Regions from separate parts of the Danio rerio genome. Here region 2 is linked to region 1. A link is a contact called in public Micro-C data. All regions are on one chromosome and are shown on one strand. The core of a region is the stretch at or near the end of the contact, and the rest is flanking DNA. Distances in the headings are between cores, read along the strand shown. Region 1 holds the start of uhmk1 (U2AF homology motif (UHM) kinase 1). Region 2 holds the start of nos1apa (nitric oxide synthase 1 (neuronal) adaptor protein a).

Region 1 (7,442 bases), core at 299-2,798:
AATCACTTTCACACACAATTTAGCTTAACCTATTTAATATAACCAGGTACACTTTTTTTTATAAACACAGGTTAGACAGAGTATGTTAATTGTTCAACATAAAAATACATGTTTTATATAAATTTACCATAATACCTCAACTACAACACTAGACCAGATATGGCCAAACTAGGGCCTGTGGGCCAAAGTTAGCCCTTGGCAACCTCTGATTTGGCCCACCATCCTATCTAAGAACAGAGGGAGAATGATAGGGATGGTTTTGAGACTGTCAATTCAAATTGAATATAACCCTTGTTTGTTTGCTTTATTGTTAAAAGCTACCTGAAATTAAAGGTTTCAATTAAATGTTGTAAATTAATCAGATTATCTTTGGTGAGTAAATCAAGTCAAAAGCCGATTCTGCTGTTAAAAATGTGATTGTTTTATTGCAAGTAGTTGTAATTTAACGTTATACTGCATTAGTTAATGCAATTTAAAGTAATGTTTTAGGAAATTACACATGGCAAATTTAATATACTTTGGTATATTTACCTTGGTATAAGTTGCCCACGGCCCTTGATACTAAAAAATGTGGGCACCCCTGCATAAGACACATTCAATATGCGTTCTATGTAATCAAAAAACTTTTTTATATACATATATTTTAACAATAATTTGCAGTCAGTACTACAGTTTATCTTTCAGAGCTGTTTAAATCGATGGCTCTCAATTATTTTGACTACAAAATCGCCTTCTGTCCTAGAAAATATTAGGTCCCCATGTAATAAACTTATTCTTTAATATTTAGATTACGCTGTTAAAAACAAACAACTTGCAGAATCTCCTGGAAGTTGAACATTAGTAGAGTAGTCCCTTCCCCCTGCTTCAAACATACGTGTCTTAGCTTAATTTACCGATATTCTTATGTCCCTGAATCTTCTCCAGCACCGAGCTCTCCTTGAGGTACCCGTAATCTCCACCTTGCGGGTCCACCTGAAACTCCTTTACAGCAGAAGTGGCCCTTCCGGAGCTCACACGGTAGACCGAGGCCGAGACGCCCTGACCCAACCGAGCCTGCACGTTCCAGATCTTCCCGTAGATCTCAAATAACGCCGGGCTCGTCTTCTGCTCCGCGGCCGCTGAAGTCACCGCCATCGCAGGTGAGCTGACATTTGGACTGGACATTTTTGCACTAGAGCCAGAAACGCAAGCCATAAGCAATATCAACGATAATCAGAGTTAAATTGTGTCAGGTTTATAAGTGGTGTGTGCTCCATCCGTAACCCTTTGCAGAAACTTTATTTAGTTGAAATGATCTTTGCATAGTGGTTTTCTGCAAGCCAGAGTTTACAGCTAACGACCACCAACTGCTGACGAACGAAGGTTTAAATGGCATATTTTAACGCGAACAAACTAATTTTTGAGCTCTACCTCAGCATAGTCGGATCTTAAAGATCCGAAAAGCTGATGTGCGTTTATAAAACACACAGCAGATCCATTTACCCCAGCTCAGGAGGACCGAGTTCGGACATTTTTGCCACTGTTTTGGTGGCCATGATACCGGAAGTGACGAGAAAGCAAAAGTAGAGTTTCCTACAATCTTGCTAATCAATATTATTTGTAATTGTTATATTTACAAATATAAGCTCACCAGCATTTGCATTTTTTAACATGCTTCCACTTCAGTAAATATAAAAACACTGTTTTTTTGTATTTTCTTTTATTTTTCAATATAAATATAATATTTTGTACACTATTTATCATTGCTGCTATGGATGTTTTTAAAATTTATTAAATTCATTTCTTAATTAAAATTGTTAATACTGAAATTAATTACAGTATTAATTAAAATTGTTAATTAATACTGCCTAAGTTGGCATTAAGGGCAGTAATTTAGTATGATTAAATTTGACTCTACAGGAAGATAAATTGTATTGGTTGGTTTTATCATAAAGTATATATATATATATATATATATATATATATATATATATATATATATATATATATATATATATATATATATATATATATATATATATATATATATTTCTCCCCCCATGTCTAGTTCAGCAAGTCCCGCCCTTCTCCTCTACAACATTGGTTAGGACTATATGAATGGCATTTCGATTGTTTAATCACAAACTACGACAACGAATTAAGCACTTGTCCTACTGTAATATGGGCGGGCAAAATATCGCGTTTGATTTGACTGTGAGGTGGTGTTTCCGTGTGTGTCCTGCCACGTCAGACTGACGGATACCGAAGGAGGATCCCTGGCAGCGAAGGCGGTGCTCGTAGAGATGTAGCCGTGTCTCTAGTCCTGCTACTGAACCGAAAGGGAAGTACTGAGTGACCAGCAGCCGCTCCGAAGGTAATAGTATTCTGATATTGTTTAATAAGCATTCATTAAACATTTCGTAAGTTGATTATTTATTGACGGGAAGTTGAACAGTTGTCAAGCTGGCACGGCGGGCGACTGTGACGATATCCACGCAACTCTTATCAAGGACTAACGTTACCAGTGTATCGATTTTAGGGCAGAGAAAGGTCATTTTTAGGAACTGTTACATCTTAATGCTATATATTTCGTTTTACGAAAGGCTGTGGCAAATATTGAACCTTTGTTGCTAATAAATAAGTTATTTTCATTCATTTAAATTAAACAAGCTGGCACAAGGTGAATTGTATTAAACAGTAACGTAATAGTCATTTATGAAGCAGGTGTGATCCTTAATCTGAAATAGATAATGGTTTTAATGTTTTATCAAACTTAATAGCCCTTCAAATGACCAGAATTGATGTATGTTGTTTTCATGCCAAACAAAAATGATGTTATGCTGACCTTAAGACTTGGACTACCCTGAGTTTATATGACTGAGCACGTACACACAGTGTAGTTATCAATTTATGGATGGGATAAGATGGGTGGATCTGCCGGGAGTTCCAGAGACTCTTAGATAATCAGTGTCACTTCACTTCTTCCTCTGTCCCATCACAGACTCGTCCAGACTTGACAGACCATGGACATCCACAAACTGGCTGAGAGACTCGCTAAAGCCGGACAGTCTCATGTCATCCAGTTTTGGGACCAGCTCAGCCCTGAGGAACAAGGTGAGATGAGTCTCGACCTGGAGAGCATGAACTTCCTGGAGATTAATAACTTCTTTAAGTCGGCCATGAAGACGTCTGGGCAGAGCTCACAGGAGAAGGTGGACACCAGGATGGAGCCAGTGCCCAGAGATGTTTTAGGGAGCGTGACACGTGATCGTGAATGTCTCAAAGAATGGGAAAAAGAGGGTGAGTTCAGATATTTTCATGTTTTATGGAACTTAAGCTTAATCACTTCTTAGTGCCATCCATACTTTAAGGAAAACCTAAGATGTTTTGCTGGTTAAAGTTGGTTTATCTCTCAGCCACTATATGGCCAGATGATCAGTCAGATTACAAATGGAGAGCAAACTACCAGCTTTAACATCTAACTTTCTGTTGACATTGACTGAATCATAGCAAGTTCAGTTTCATTTGTGTTAAAGTGATTATTGTTAGTCTTTGTTGAACAGAAACTAATGTTACTAAGAAATATTTCTCAGGAAAATACAATGAATGTTGCAATACCCTCCCCACCCTGATGGACTCCACAGAACCAGATTTAAGAAATCATGACCCCCTGAAAGATAAGAAATCAACCCTAAAAAGAAACTCTGAAATAACAATAGGTCATTAGAAAAACAGCAGGTTTCAGTGTTGAAGAAACTATGGTTTGTCCCAGTGGTCCATTTTTTTGGGGAGTGGGATAATGCTCCAAAAAGGATTGAACACATCTGGTTCTGGTTAGATTTGACGTACTTGCTTAGCTGAAGTCATGCTGAGATCATTCAGCATCACATCATCTATAGTTAGGCCATGTTTCAATGCTAGGGCACTATAAAATCCATTTATTTGTTTCCACAAATGCAGTACTATGGAGTTCCAAATTATTATTGTCATTTTTGTTTAAAGCAATTGCGTACTTCATTTTAATAATAAATAAAAGTTTTGTAATCAGAAAATTATATAAAATTATAAAACTTGGACATTTATACAAGTACTAATATAATTACATTTTTTTGTATATAATTGTATTTGTATCTTTAAAAAAAGTAAAAATAAATTCTTCATTTTGGAGTTATCCTGTTAGGTACATTATTCTATACATTAGCAATATGTCTCTTTTACTATCACAATTTCTTAATCCAAATAAATAAATAAAAGTGCTCATGAAATATGTTAGCAGCTCTAGAGATGAAGTTCAAGTGTTCATGTCCTCAAATAGCAAACAACAGATGCAGAAAACACAAGTGAAGGAAACAAAACCCAGACAATGATTCAGAACGACATCCATATGTCCTTACTAAGTAGTCTTTTTCTAGTTTAATATTAATAGACACTTAGCCATATTGTTTGACTAGGAGCTACTTTTTATTTATTATTCCAATGTTTGCCAAATTTTGAGACATGCAGCATTAATATTTAATCAGTTATTTTTAAAGCAGGTTTCAATTTCAATTTTAGTGAGTTCTAAGCTGCTTATGGGTAAAGGATCATGAAGCATTACAGTAATTTATGTAAGATAAAACAGGCCTCATTAAGTCAAAGATGATAACCCCTGTTATCTGCAAATAATGAAACACAAACTGTTGCTTAAGCCAGACATTTTATACCTACAAGACACAGTGCTTTCCTGTTCACACTTGAGATATTGTAGTTTGTACAAAGCCATTATTCAAGTAATAGCTCACCCAAAAACTTTAATTTACTTTTTTTTATCAATGTTTCCATCATTTCATCATTATTGTATTCATCATTTACTCATCCACCACTTGTTCCAAAACCTGATTGAGATTCTTTCTTCTCTTAAACACAAATGAAGGTATGCCGTAGAATCCTGCTAAGAAAAAAAAAACAGCTGTTGGTTTGCATAGTATTTTTTGTTTCTACTTCCTACTATTGATGCCAAAGCCTGCTTTTTTCCCCCCAGCATTCTTCAGAATACCTTGTTTTGTGTTCAACAGAAGAAAGAAAGTCATAAAAGATTAAAACAACTAAAGTGGGATCAAATGGTTTAGTTCCTTTTAGGCGAACCCTATCCCTTTAAAGTAGCATATTTTACATCTACAAATGGAAATGCTGTTGTACTGTATGACAACATTGATGTACACATATTATGTCCATATGTTCATGGATGATATTAACACACATTCGCTAAAGTGACCTAATCTTTCCATCCACACAGGCTTGCGCTGTATAGCGGAGAACAAAGTAGCAGTTCTTCTCTTGGCTGGAGGTCAAGGGACACGGTTGGGGGTATCATTTCCAAAAGGCATGTATGATGTGGGCCTGCCTTCCCACAAAACCCTCTTTCAGATCCAAGCAGAGCGCATCCGAAAACTGGAACAACTTGCAGAAAAGCAGCACTCAAGGAAATGTTGCATTCCTTGGTAAGGTGATCATTAAGCTCAATTCAGGCATATTCAATTACAATAGGAGTAGTAGATAATAAAAAAGCACATTTTCAGCTTCGCACTAAAGCAGTTTGAGTCAATGATTGTTCAATTTAATTACTTGGATTACCAAACTTGTCCTGATCTTGAGGAAGTTTCTTTCACTGACCGTAATGCTAGTAACCTCCCTGCTATGAATGTCAAAAGATGGTTTAGTCCGTGTGTAATCGTGTTGACACAGCACCTGCATGTCGTCCTGGGGAACTAGGTCAGACCTCAGGAGAAAATAAGTTTCCGAGCCATTCTCTATCCAGCTGAATTGACCATTGACGCAATACATACAATGCATTTCCTAATTACAGCTCTAATCTCATTAGAGCAACAGAATGATAGTTTAAAAACTGGTCGTAAGATTTACTTTTTTAAAAATTATAATATTTAGTGTGGTTTGAATAAGTAGTCTCCAAAATAGACAATGACAACAAAACCTGGTGAAATCATGACCTAATGAATTAAAAGAATGATCACAGACCATAAATATGTACATAAAAAATATAAAACATATCAAAAATTTGTAATGTAATATAAGAAAAATATAAGATAAGAATAATATAAGAAAATTAATATAAGAAAAATATGTACATATCAAATAAGCAATGCTATTTTTAACTATCAAAGAATTATAAAGAAACTGAATACCACTGGGCATAAATGATTGCAAAATGTAATACTCATTTATGCATCAGTTCAAGAAACAAAGAACTTCATATAGAGCAAATTACATTTTTAAAACAATATTATTTGTATTTTCTATTTCCAAATAAAGCACACATTTGTGCATCTTTGAACAACACTTTTGAGTTTCATCCACGAATGAATCTGTTTTTACCAAGTCAAGGAGTTAATTACAAATTTATAAAGACATAATCAGAAATTGCTTACTGAGAAGTAGTTTTTTACTGTCATGTTACTTATGGTGTTAGTTGTGGTGCTTCACTTTCATTCAGAATGTGTGGCCTCATATGATAAGGCATCCATCAAATGTGCTCCTGTACTGCAACAGTAGTTCACCAACTTTATGAATACTCAGAATTCAATCATACTACTTGCCTCACAAATTGCTTTTTTTGCCTCCTATAGAGAAATGGAAACAAATATATTCCATCACAGGGAGACACTTGAATCATTTAAAAAAAAAAGGTTGTTTTGAACAAATCATCTGGATGTTAGATTCAGTGAATCACTTAGTAGGATGGGGCCTTGCCTCACCTACTGGTAGTTTTAGTGTCATATCTATGTATGCATGACAGGACTAAATCAGTCAAGATATCAACACTAAAGAACATTAAACACTGTTTATTGTTTTTTTCTAATCCCTAAAATATGAAGATATTATTTTATTGTTAAAGCCCTGTCTGTTGAAAACAAAGGAGATATTTTTAAGAATGCTGGACCCCATTAGCCATTGACTTCCATATTAGGTAAGGGCATACTTTGGAAGTCAATGAGCAAAGGTATCAGTTCACATTCTTCAAGATGCTTTCCCTTAGTTTAGAACAATTTAAGGTTGAGTAAGTTGAGTAATTATGCTCTTAGGTAAAATTCTGTAAACGTCTAGCCTTGCAATTGTTCAATGTTCAATGTTTTGTTTCACCAGGTACATTATGACAAGTGGCAGAACAATGGACATGACCAAAGATTTTTTCATTCAGCACAAATACTTCGGATTAAAGGAAGAGAATGTGGTTTTCTTTCAGCAAGGCATGCTTCCAGCCATGGACTTTAATGGCAAAATCATTCTGGAGGGCAAATGCAAACTAGCCATGGCACCAGGTAAGTTTTTAAAGCGAGGTTCCAATTTATTTTTGTATAGTGAACTTTACATTTTTTTGTTAAAAAAACTCATGTGAGGTACAATCCTCAACCACAGACCTCATTTAATAATAAAAAAAAAAATAATAATAATTAATAATAATTAAT
Region 2 (7,127 bases), core at 4,349-6,848, 260 kb before region 1:
ATTATGTTTTTTTTAAACAAAATGATGTGACATTGATCTATCAAACATGAAACTAATGCTTAGAATATTAAAAGAGATGTAACTTTGATGTATTACAAAAAGAAAACAGATTAATTCAAATACTAAACGTATAATATATTCTGATCTATACTGTCAGGTTGGACCCCTTTTGCCTTCAGAACTGCCTTAATCATTTGTGGCATAGATTCAACAAGGTACTGAAACGATTCCGCTGAGATTTTGATCCATATTGTTGACATAAAAGCATCACACAGTTGCTGCAGATTTGTCGGCTGCACATCCATGCAAATCTCCTGTTTTCACCACATACCAAAGGTGCTCTATTTGCGTACAGGCCATTTTAGTACAGTGAACTCCTTGTCATGTTTAAAAAACCAGTCTGAGATGATCCACACTTTATTACATGGCGTGTTATCCTGCTAGAAGTAGCTATCAGAAGATGGCTACACTGTGATCATAAAGGGATAGACATGGTCAGCTCAATTTGTACTAATGGGCTCAAAGTGTGCCAAGAAAATATCCCCCACACCATTACACCACCAGCAGCAGCCTGAACTATTGATACAAGGCAGGATGGATCCATGCATTCATATTGCTGATGCCAAATTCTGACCCTACCATCCGAATGTTGCAGCAGAAATCAAGACTTATTAGACCAGACAACATTTTCCAATCTTCTATTGTTCAACTTTGGTAAGCCTGTGCAAATTATGCCTGTTTCCAGTTCTTAGGTGACAGAAGTGGCAGCCGGTGTGTCTACTGCTGTAGCCCATCTGCCTCAAGGTTGGATGTGTTGTGTGTTCAAAGATGCTCTTCTGCATACATCCAGGGCCGGCGCTTCCATAGAGGCGACCTAGGGCGGCAGAATAGAGAGGGCGGCGTCCCTAAAACTACCCTTGCCACCCGCGCCCTCATCCGCGTCTAGGGTGGCAGAATCGAGAGAGCGGAGTCCCCGAAACTATCCTCGCCACCCACGCCCACAATTATAACTGCGTCTAGGGTGGCAGAATATAGAGAGCGGCGTCCCCGAAACTACCCTCGCCACCCGCGCTTCAGTTATATCCGCGTCTAGCGAGGCAGAATAGAGAGGGTGGTGTCCCCTAAACTACCCTCGCCACCCGCGCCTCAGTTATAGCCGCGTCTAGGGCAGCAGAATAGACCCGCCACCCCCCTGCCCCCACCCCCCGGTTTCACTTTAGGTTTGAGGGCGGCGTGACCGTCCTTTGCCTAGAGCGGCAGTTCAGCTTGCTCCGGCCCTGCATACATCGGTTGTAACAAGCGGTTATTTGAGTTACAGTTGCCTTTCTATATATAGCCATTGTTCTTTTAATTTGATTTACAAAAAAAAAAAATAATTACATACATATATTTAGTGTATTTGTATTTAAAAAAAAAAATTTAAACAACAAAAAAATCCAATTAGTATCATGATTATTTTACCATAAAAAACTGTGAAAAACACTCAAATAAGAACAGATGAAAGCAGAATGAAACAGTTGGCCAATCTGAATAAAGAGCAGACTTTATCTATCATCAGCTTTCAGACTTTTCAAGGTCACTGGATTGGCTTCATAAAATGGATTACTATTGGATCCGAGTTGGAACATTACCATTATATACAGTTTCTTTTGCCATGTCTCCCCATCTGTTAGCAGTTGTTCAGTGTTTAGAGCTGACAATGCCAGAGGGGCACATAATGCATGGTTACCATCTGAAGGGCAACTCCTGTTACAATCCACTTATGAGTTTGAGAACCACAAGAGACTCCAGTACTTCCACTTTGCTTTAATAGCTAAATTTACACTGCATCAGTAGTATGTTAGTAAGAGCATATTCAAAGTTCTTTTCAAAACTTTGGGGTTAATTTGTCTTGTAGAGGACGCTTCTGTAATAGTTAGTGTTTGGAGATTTATAGTCTAATCAATTTATATTTATATTACTATAATATTTGCTGGCAGTATTATTCCATTTTTATGCTTTAAAATTATATCTTGCAAAATAATAATAATAATAACAACAACATTGAAACCATTCATCCAATCATTTTTCTTCGGCTTATTCCCTTTATTTATTACAGGTCACCACAGCGAAATGAACCGCCAACTTATCCAGCATATGTTTTCATTTTTTTTTTTTTTTTGCAGCAGATGCCCTTCCAGCTGCAACCTAATTCTGGGAAACATTCATTCACACTCATCCACATACGTGACCTATTTAGTTTATTTAATTCACCTATAGCGCATGTCTTTGGACTGTGGGGGAAACCGGAGCACCCGGAGAAAACCCACGTGAGCACAGGGAGAACATGTAAATTCCACACAGAAATGCTTACTGTCACATCCGAGACTTGAACCAGCGACCTTCTTGCTGTGAGGTGACAGTGCTAACCACTGAGCTACAGTGTCGCCCTAATAATTCATAATGCAATTCATAATGTATAATTGTAATTTTATGTATAGGTCTACAGAAATGTCCAGTAGTAGTGGTTCTTGTGTAAATATATGAAGATTTCAGATGCAAAAACCACAAAAAGTGCCATCTAAAATTTTCTTCTAAAATGACAATTTTTCTGAGACTCCTTTTATTTATGTTCACTTATTTCACATTAAAGGCAATGAAAATAACATATTAATCAATATAAAAGGGAAACTCAATTTATCCATAGGAGCTTGGGAAAAATGCTAATTTTAGGAGATAAGACAATATATAATGACAAGAAAACAGAAAGGCCATGTTATGGGTAAAACACAAAAATGGCTTAACTTGTAATGTATTCTGATTATGAAATAGCATAGTGTTTCACATATAAAACTTATTAGTTTCAATAAGCTTACTGGCATCCCTTTGTATAAAGAAATACATAAAAATATAGCAAAAGAATTTCAAAGAATTACAGGTGCAAGAATTGGGCTGTCCATGTATTTACAAACTTGACTTGTTTACACTTGACCACTTGTTTGTAGTCATGTTGCATTTCCAGTTAAACACTTAAGTGTTTAAGTAGGCGTCAAGAGTGTTTATAGAAGTTTTTAACACATAATGGGAGACAGTAGAGTGTTATAAAAGTGCTCACATGGCTTTATTTTGATTTTCAATACTTTTAAAATATTTTAAAATAAACTGTTGAAATGTTTACAATTTAATGATTGCAGTGCTTCTAACCAACATGGAAAGCATCCATATATTGATAAAAGTCAGTTGTAACTAATTTACACAATACATATTTTCATCTTTGGAGAAAAAAAAAACAGCATTTTTCGTTCATTAATTAATTAATTAATTAATTAATTCATTCATTCATTCATTCATTTTCTTTTCAGCTTAGTCTCTTTATCAATCTGGGGTCACCACAGTGGAAGGAACCGGCAACTTATTCACCATATGTTTTACACAGAGGATGCCCTTCCGGCTGCAACCTATCACTGGGAAACATCCATACACACTCATTCACACACAAACACTATGGCCAATCTAGCTTATTCACCCGTCTTTTGACTGGTGGGGGAAATCGGAGTACCCGAAGGAAATCCACATGAACATGGGGAGAACATGCAAACTCCATACAGAAATGCCAACTGACCCAGCCAAGGCTCGAACCTTCTTGCTGTGAGGTGATCTGGCTACCCATTGCACCATCATGATGCCCGTAGCATATTTTGTTTTGATACCAAGTTATTTGTAATTTCAGATTTAGCATAGTGGAAAGTTTTGCCTGACATGATCTTCTCAAGGAAAAGTTTAATTAATATGTATTAATATGTATTGTAATCTATAGTGTTAAAATATGTAACCTAGCAATACGTGAAAGAACACTCTGTTACATTTTTAAACTAAAGAGCCTTTTGTTCAATGTAAATGTTCAATGGGCTTTATGCACAGATAGAGTGTTTCAGCCAATGATGAACTTCCGGTAAAAAGCTTGAAAGCTTTATGTGACTATTATCAATTTCATAAGGTTTCTTTTACAGCATAAATGCTGTAATGTAATTCAAATATAATCAGTTAAATAGACTTAAGCATCCATTTTGGTTGTTAACCGTTAAAAGATATGAAAGGCTGTTTAAACGCAGGTGTTGTCATTAGCAGCAGGCTAGCACAGAAAACCCATTGAAAATACAGGAGTAAAATAAATTTTCATATTTTAAAGACATGCTGTAGAAAAATAGGAAAAATTTAATGCAGTGTTTCTTGTTAGGTCTGATACCCACTTTATCCACTTAAGATCACAGTGTTTTAAAGACATCAGACCTTAAACGCAGCGATTTTGTATAGGATGACAATTAACCAGAAGCCCTGAGGCTGGCTTTCTGAAATTAAAAGTCTGTGTGCATATTCCCCATTGGATGAGAAAGATTCTTTATGGAACCATAAGCACCAATACAGGACCTTTATTTTAAAGAGCAAAATGTATTTAGTTATTTTAAAATATAATTAATTAATTAATTTATATGGTATCAAAGCACTCAAACAAAATGTATATATTTGAATAATGGTTAGCCTGTATGAACAGATTAAAATGAAAAGTTTTAGTTTGACCATAATATAGCCTAACATAAACTGAAAATATTTAAGTTGAGGAAACAATAAAAGTTTGAAACAAGCCATAATTAAACTGAAAATGAATTGTTTTTTCTTTCATTTATATTTTATTATAAAGACCTCAAAACATACAAAATACTGTAAACACAGAACACAAAAGGAAATTAAACATAAATTGAAATAGCAATGATCAGAGTAACAATGATTTATATAGTATGTAGCATTCATAGTCATAATGTTGATATTACATTATAATAATAATTATAGCAACAAATTAATAGTGATGATAAAGGTAATATTATGTGATGAAAATATTGATGCCAATAATAATACAGGCAATAATAATAATAATAATAATAATAATAACAATAATAATAATAATAATAATAATAATAATAGTAATAATAATAATAATAATAATAATAATAATAATAATAATAATAATAATAATAATAATATTAATTTAACAGTACTGAGTTGCAGCTGGAAGGGCGTCCGCTGTGTAAAACATAAGCAGGATAATTTGGCGGTTCATTCCACTTTAGCAACCCCTCATGAATAAAGAGACTAAGCCAAATAAAAAATGAATAATAATAATAATAATAATAATAATAATAATAATAATAATAATAATAATAATAATAATAATAATTATATGACACCTAGCCATCAACAATCAGTGAACATTTTTTTCCTTCTCCCTTCTTCCCTTTCGCGATGTTTATTAATTCCCTTCAGAGAAAGCTTAATTTATGCAACTTTTAAATTACCTTTAAGAAGCAACATGTGGTAAAAAGTATAAAATGAACTGCCAACTTGCCTCAGCTTGTATCCACATAGAACCGCTCTCTGCCACTAGGTGTCATTCTCCGCTCTTCCTGCACGCCACTGTTGGGTGTTGAACGTTCGCGAGGTGTCTTTCTCCTCCTCCAAACCTGTGATGAAGCCGTGTTCCAATGAAAGCAGGTGGAATTCCCCCTTTCAGCCAATGGCGCTCTGCCCTCGCAACAATCCTTTCGAAAAAGGATGTGTGGGCTAGGTTATGGCGCTGGCGTGAAGTTGTTGGAAACGGACAAGCCCAGGAAGCAGGATTCTGGCACTGCCACACCAGCTAAAGCTTAGGGCTGCCCTCTTGAATGGGAAAGAGTGGGCAGATCGTTCACATTTGATCAAACGCAACACCTAGTGGAATTCACTTCGGCGACGTCGGGTTGAAAATAGTGATTTCTACAAAAGTTGCTCTGTCAAAAGCAAGCACGCCTGGGAAACCAAGAGTTACCTCGGGCTAAAACAAGACATGGACCGCAAGAGTTAGACTGAGTTCTGGCTCCCCCCGAGCTGTTTGTGTTTTTTAACCGAGGAGAAAGACCTAAAACAGACACCATGCCTGCAAAAACAAAGTACAATTTAGTCGATGATGGACACGATTTACGGATTCCTTTACATAACGAGGAAGCCTTCCAGCATGGCATTAATTTTGAAGCAAAGGTAACGTGAATTTATTTTTCACCACTGTTTATTTACATTCTGCTGCATGCGCTGTTTTAGTACCAGGACACATTTAAAGTTGTTTTGCTATTGTTTCTTACTTGTTTACAATCCGTACTGTCTGTTTGAAACACCTTAAGCTTCACTAAGCCAAAGTTGTCGACAGGAGATTAATGCATACCGTTTGCTTTGATTTCCAGTATATTGGTAGTCTGGATGTGGCTCGACCGAATAGCCGTGTGGAGATTGTTGCGGCCATGAGGCGAATAAGGGTGAGTTGTAATGTCACCGGTTTACTTTAACGCTTTCCCAAAGGAGACAAAGATGATAAACGTCAGTATTTGTATGTATAGAAGTGGCTTTTTTTGGTTCTAAAGCGTTGTGACTCATGCCTGTGTTCCGCACGGGTGGTCTTCATGCCTCGAGCAACAATCAAAATACAAAAGCAGAACAGATCAATGAGCAAATTGCTTACAAAATAAAAAGGTGGGATACTGATAGCCCTGTCAGAGGTGCTTTGATACACATACAGCAGTTCTGTAAGTTACTTCGCCTTTAGCTACCGCAGTGTTTGTGGATTTTCATGTGTGTAAACAGAGAAGAGCCCTTTGAAGTGGGGGTCTTCTGCGTAAAGCACTTAAAGGGCCAGTTTTGGCGCCCACCAACCATGCCTGGTGAAAATGCTCTGGTTTTCTATGTGGCTAAACCCCATCATAGGCTGTTTTTGCTGTCATTTTGTTGTGTCATTGCGTTTAAACACAACTGTTGAAAGTCGTTATTAATCTTGTAGTAACAATATAATAACTGGTTCATCTAGCTGTGTTCTAAATTACAGGATCCCTATGGTTTTTACAGTTTTCCACATTGAGCAGGGGGTATTTGTAAAGCCAAATGCTTCAATTTAAACACATTTTTATTATTAATCTGTATATATTTTTGATTGTCCGGCAACTGCATCAGAAGCTAAAAGATTGTGTTCCATGCATCAAATTTAGTAAATAAACTGTCTGTTTTAAAATTTTGGATAACTTTTGTGAAAGTAAAATATCAAATTATTGGAAAAGTAATGTTTCACTGTA

The links. A called contact is a pair of places that touch in the nucleus more often than the background predicts.
Region 2: a contact with region 1 is called in a Micro-C map of caudal fin, with 4 times the contacts expected there. The contact joins the promoter of nos1apa here to the promoter of uhmk1 in region 1. A contact is called at or near these places in 5 of 18 Hi-C or Micro-C datasets (caudal fin, embryo, hematopoietic stem cells and 1 more) and 2 of 4 datasets of contacts at active chromatin or transcription factors (caudal fin and pancreas).

What each region holds. Positions count from the first base shown.
Region 1 is chr6:37,595,875-37,603,316 of GRCz12tu, reverse strand. It overlaps uhmk1 (U2AF homology motif (UHM) kinase 1), which reads right to left and starts at 1,548. Exons shown (of 8, transcript NM_001076659.2): 1 at 894-1,548. The coding sequence starts at 1,164. It overlaps uap1 (UDP-N-acetylglucosamine pyrophosphorylase 1), which reads left to right and starts at 2,220. Exons shown (of 10, transcript NM_212621.2): 1 at 2,220-2,353; 2 at 2,981-3,279; 3 at 5,255-5,459; 4 at 7,120-7,295. The coding sequence starts at 3,003.
Region 2 is chr6:37,857,584-37,864,710 of GRCz12tu, reverse strand. nos1apa (nitric oxide synthase 1 (neuronal) adaptor protein a) reads left to right here and starts at 5,598. Exons shown (of 10, transcript XM_021477186.3): 1 at 5,598-6,048; 2 at 6,249-6,320. The coding sequence starts at 5,944.